Linked DNA regions of Mus musculus: region 1 is linked to region 2. Evidence: chromatin contacts called from public HiChIP or PLAC-seq data. All regions are on one chromosome and are shown on one strand. The core of a region is the stretch at or near the end of the contact, and the rest is flanking DNA. Distances in the headings are between cores, read along the strand shown.

What was found. HiChIP or PLAC-seq counts read pairs in DNA pulled down with a chosen protein or histone mark.
Region 1: a contact with region 2 is called in an H3K27ac HiChIP or PLAC-seq map of regulatory T cells, with 4 times the contacts expected there. The contact joins two enhancer-like sites. A contact is called at or near these places in 1 of 39 promoter capture datasets (embryonic stem cells), 6 of 15 datasets of contacts at CTCF or cohesin (the G1E-ER4 cell line, the NIH/3T3 cell line, embryonic stem cells and 3 more), 66 of 484 Hi-C or Micro-C datasets (the AML12 cell line, B cells, the C2C12 cell line and 27 more), 16 of 115 datasets of contacts at active chromatin or transcription factors (Th17 cells, astrocytes, bone marrow-derived dendritic cells and 8 more) and 2 of 9 other capture datasets (bone marrow-derived macrophages and embryonic stem cells).

Annotation. Positions count from the first base shown.
Region 1 is chr12:79,771,821-79,774,520 of GRCm38.p6, reverse strand. The region is part of intron 9 of Rad51b (RAD51 paralog B); the gene reads right to left. Among named protein-coding and RNA genes, the nearest start is that of Gm36048, 26 kb to the left of the region's middle. Within about 2 kb of position 1,275, at least 11 of the 459 cell types and tissues checked have an H3K27ac peak or open chromatin away from gene starts, as enhancers often do. A contact at or near this core is called in heart atrium and regulatory T cells, where this site is marked.
Region 2 is chr12:79,624,595-79,627,294 of GRCm38.p6, reverse strand. The region is part of intron 7 of Rad51b (RAD51 paralog B); the gene reads right to left. Among named protein-coding and RNA genes, the nearest start is that of Gm36048, 170 kb to the left of the region's middle. Within about 2 kb of position 1,399, at least 85 of the 459 cell types and tissues checked have an H3K27ac peak or open chromatin away from gene starts, as enhancers often do. A contact at or near this core is called in heart atrium and regulatory T cells, where this site is marked.

The DNA of each region.
Region 1 (2,700 bases), core at 26-2,525, 150 kb before region 2:
CTACACTTTTTCGGTGTTTCAGGGTTTTTTTATTTTTTGAGATGGTGGTAACAACTAATTTTACAACTCTACTTTGACAAAAAAAAAAAAAAGCTTTCATTTTTATTTAGACTTTTAAAGTCTCTAAAGTGCTCAGAATCTCCTAGGAAAGATCCACTCTTGGAGTCCATGATCTGTCATAGCTGAAAGTTAGAATAAAGGGCCTTCAACGGAAGGGCCAGGCACCAACTGCACCTGTGTTTTTAACTGAATGTGCCCAAGGCCTTAAGAGACAGCTCCCTTTCCTGGGATCCATTAAGAAATGGTGATAGCAGGCATACTGATTTTTTCTTGATAAAAATGTTGTTATTATTATTATTATTATTATGATGATGATGATGATATATGTGTGTTTTGCTTGAATGTATGTTTGTGCTCCACATTCATGCAGTGACTGTAGAGGCCAGAAGAGGGTGCTGGATCCTTGTAACTGGATATACAGATTGTTGTAAGCTGCCATGCAGGTGCTGGGAACCAAACTTGGATCCTCAGGAAGAGCAGACAGTGCTCTTAACAACTGAGCCACCCCTCCAGCCCCTAGCCACTGGCTTTTTTCCAAGGAACCATTTCAGGTGTGTGTGTATTTCTTAAGTGTGGAGATAGTCATAGGGGTTGTTGACTTGGTAACAGTGTTGTCCTTTTCTCTATTAGACCCGTGTATATGCTCTATGACACCAACTCAACATAACCGTGGTCATAGCATCCTTTCAAGTAGAATTTCCTCAGATTTTTCCTTATCTACTTACTTGCCCTCCTACCTACCTCCTTACTTACCTTCCTACTTACCTGGTGGTCTGAAGAAAGAAAGAAAGAAAGAAAGAAAGAAAGAAAGAAAGAAAGAAAGAAAGAAAGAAAGAAAGAAAGAAAGAAAGAAAAAGAAAGCAAGCCCAAGTCTTTAAAAGCCACCATTTTCCAAATCTGTACAATACCTGTTTAAGAGCATTTCTGATTGAGGAGTATGGGCAAAAGTTCAGATTTCACACTTGAGCAGTCTGAAAAGGGAGGCAACGTTCATACTCAAGGCAATGCACTTGGCTGGAATTCCATGTTCCCTTGGCTGTTTCTACAGACATTTCTGCTTAAAAGAAGGTCCTCCCACCCAGTCGCATGGCCAAACTCTCTTTTGCATATGTGATCTGTGATCACTCTTCCCCACCCCCCACTTCTCCCCTGCTCTCTCTCTTTACCTACACAGAGCAGACAAGCAGATGTGCTGGGGTGAAAAGCGAGCGAGATGGTATGATTACCTAGAAGCTGTCTGTGAGAACAGTTTATGTTTGTGTTAAGGCTTAACTAAGTATGATCTCTCTGGAGCAGAAATCTTCAGAGAGATCTGAAAGCAAGGAGACACAAAACTGTGTCTGACTGTGGCTTACATCAACCTAACATCATTTAATGTCTGTGAGTGAACACAGGCATACACCTCATATTGTGGCCAATTCTACCTTAAGGACTTTTGTGTACCCTCAAGTACTCAAGCCACCTGCCCCTAAAGGTGGCTCTCTCATGTGACATGGGCCATGTTTAGGGCTCTGGCTTGGTTATTCTAGTAGACTGGCTCCAGTTCTTCCATAGATCCCAGCAAATTGCTTCTGAACTGTCTTTGTGGTCAATAGTCCCATTACACTGCTATGCAGATGTCTGCTCGCAGTAGTAATCTGAAGTGGAACTTTTTAGCTGACTACTGGGGCTCTAAGGAACTACTAAACTGCGACATTCAGTATGGGGAAGAGTAACTCAAGGCTGGGTTCATGTATTAATAAAAAAAATGTTTCCTTCTCATCATTTGTTTTATGACGATTGCCTGGGACTTGCCTCCTGTCACCTTAGCACACTAAGAAGGATTTGTCCACCTCTTTCCTTTTCACCTTCCATCAGAACCAAGACCTTACATGTATGTCACACAACGTCCTCAGCTCTGAAGCTACATCTTCACTGAGCTCCTAATTTGGGGCTTGTGAGTACAAGAAGAGACCTAAGTGTCCATACAACTGTAATCCAGAGGGAAGTGGGGGAGGGGGGTGTCAATGAAGGCTTATGTCTTCGCAGTGACAAAGACTGGGCCTTTGACAAGTATAAAATGGATTCTGAGAAAACTCCATCATCAGAAAGGAAACACTGGCTACTCAAGTCCAGGACCGCCAACAACCTATGGCACTGAGGAAAGCCACAGATCCAAATCAGGATTGGGACTTGAGTCTACAGTATTGGTCTTATCAACATATGGGCTCATCCCTCAAGTGTTCAATAACTTTAGGGTGCCTCCCGAGCAGAAGATGAAAATACCGTTATAAAGTCTATTCAAATAAACTGCCTATATGAAATGACTACTTCCTCCCAATCTGTTGAAATAGGAGAGTCATAATATTTATTTCGTCAAGAGGGTGTGAGGCTTAGCCAGGATTAATTTGTTTCATTACTCCTTCTTGGGCACTTCAAAATTTATATAATGCCATATGTGGTTTGTAGGAACAGGCTTCATGAGGATTTGATGGAAAATACTCTGAAGGTTCCATCAGGTTTTGCATCATTTCAAGCACAGCCACCTACGCTCCAACTTTCTGAGTCACCACAGGGAACCCGATGCTTCAAAAACTTCTCAAATGTTAGTCTTGGCCAAGTCACTGTGTATATTGCTGCCTCCTTTTTATTTTAATTTTC
Region 2 (2,700 bases), core at 150-2,649:
ATATATATATATATATATATATATATATATATATATATATATATATATAATTTTTTTATTTTTTTGAGCAGCATGTCTTTAACCCTACCACCACTGAGAGTTATGGGAAGGATTCCAACTTCAGGGGAAGTGACTCAGAATTCTATTAGCCTGCTAAAGGATTTGTGAGGGGGACTGGTAGGCAGGTGAAAACCCCACAGCAAGGGTCCATGGATACAAGGATCAATTGCACTGAAATGGAGATATGAGCTGTTTATCAGTTCTCCCAGTCTCTGAGTGTTTCTGCATCTGATTAAACCCTCTTCCTTTGGATGGTGGGGAGGTGGGGACAGGGTAAGGGAACTTTTCTCCAGAACAACCTGTGACAGGGGCTGGCAGCGGCAACCCTCACTTCCCTAACCCCTGGCTTCTTCCCACCCCATCCCAGCCTCAGAAAAGCAGAAGGTAGAAGCAGAAGGTCATCTGCTCTGACCCTGCTCTTCTCTGTGTCTACCTATAGCACTGCAAACTCAGGTGCTGTACCTACACACAGTAACGTTCATAGGACAAATGCACAATGAAGTCCTCCTAGAAGGTGGGACAGTCTCGAGGGAAGGAGCTTAATATCCACCTAGAAAGGCTTACAATAGCAAGCCCATGGTTAGTGCCGTTTTGAGCCATTCCTTCATAGGAGGGAAAAGTGCACCCATGACTGGCCAGATTCCCTTGGCAGCCTGACTCAGGAGTCTCAGGTCTCTGGTCTCTATCCTTGTCTTTACCAGAAATCCTTCCACCTTGCCCCTTCTCTTAAGTCCTTTGCCAGTTCACACCTGCTACTGTTTTAGGTGTTGGGTGTGAATATGAACCCCAGATCCGTTGATTAATACACTAGTGAATAAGCAGGGATTGGAGGCAGAGGGTCACGTTTTACGTGGGAGTTGCATTCTCAAGTTAGCAAAATTATCACTGTCAAAATTACCCTGGGGAATCCCTTAAGCCTCCCAGTACAAGACACTTGTTTTTGCAGTTATAGAGCTGCACAGTAATGTGTGTATACGGTAATATGCATAGCACTTTTACTATGGACAAGTGTCACATACAGACCTGAAGTAGCTTTAATTATGTAGCAGAAAGGGTTCCCAGTTGAACTTGAAAAAAAAAATAATAAATGAGATGCTGATGCTACAACCCAGTATCTTTCACCTCAACTCCCACAGGCTTTTTACACACTTCTAAATAGGCTTAAGGGCTCCATTTACATGAAAAGGCAGACAGCTCCGGGAACCTTTGAGGCCTTCTCATAAGATACACAATCGCCACAAAAGGAAAGGAGAGAGCATTCTTTCACACACATCTCTTTCCTGTTTTTGCCTTGTGGCAGGAACAAAAAAAAAAAAAAAAAAACTGAAAGAGAAAGCCAGTAAAAGCTGCAGGCAGTTAACTTCTGCACCAGGCTGTGGAACAGGCCAAGTTTTAGAAGGCTTCCTTAAACTGTGACATTCGCAGCACAAAGCCCAGAGATGCAGTCTTCATGACAGGGTGGCCTAAAATCTGTGAAGGACAGGAAGTTTTCTCAAAATAAAGAAGCCTTCTAGTTGACCTGGAGTAAAACAATGGTTAGATAAGGCCCTTTAACAATTAATGGAAGATAAATGGCTTTTGTGAATGTGCTTATTGTTTCGAAGAATTTACATAAGGACATCCTTTGAAGTGTTTTATTTAAATTATTTTCATGAAGTCTGATTATATTCTTTCCAGACCTTCCCTGCTTTCTACCCAACCAACTTCATGTTCTTTTCACAGTCTATCAAAAAAGAAAAAAGAAAAAAAGAAAGAAAAAGAAAGAAAAGAAAAGAAAAAAGAAAAAGAAAGGAAGGAAGAAGGAAAGGAAAAGACAAAACAAAACTAAAATCAATAGACATAAGGACATCTTTAAATATGGTATAAGTCACACACCTGCAGTTACACTACCGAGCAGGCAGAGGCAGGAGGATCTGAATTTGAGAACAAGTTGGCCTGCAGGCAAGGCCCTTTCCCCTTATCTCATCTCTCCTCTCCTCCCCCGTCCCATCCTCTTCCCTCGCTCCTCTCCTCTCCTCTCCTCTCCTCTCCTCTCCTCTCCTCTCCTCTCCTCTCCTCTCCTCTCCTCTCCTCTCCCATCATCTCTCCTCTCTAAACTGCCCCCCTTTTCCTCTCCTGTATGTCCCATACCATTGCATTAGGTAATTGTTTACACTGGCCATTGAACATTAAATGAAAGAATGTGGCCTTATAGAATGATGGGATGCAATAAATACTGATTAAAGTTATGGCACATTTGGCATATTGAGCGTTTTAAATGAAAAAAAAAATTGAGTAAACTGGAAAAGTAAGAAAGACTCCCTGACCTTCCCTCCTGAAGATGCAGATGTGGCAGGCATCTTCCTCTCTCCCTGAAAGGAAGGAAAGATAAGCAAACAGGGCAGGAAGCATCTGAATAAACCAAACGGCCTTTCTAAGGTCTCCTCTCCTCGAGTCACTCCCAGAGGGCTATAACCTCTTTTTATCCAAACATAAGTCTATACAAGTGCCCATACTTGATCAAAGCTAGCCATAAAAGTAGAGTTTTCCTTGTGGCTGAGCCTTCATTCTAAGATACCTAAGACTTTGGTTAAACTGTCAATCTGTCCTTCAGTTTTGGGGTGTTAACCAGAAACCATGCAATGGGCAAAGAAATCAAAC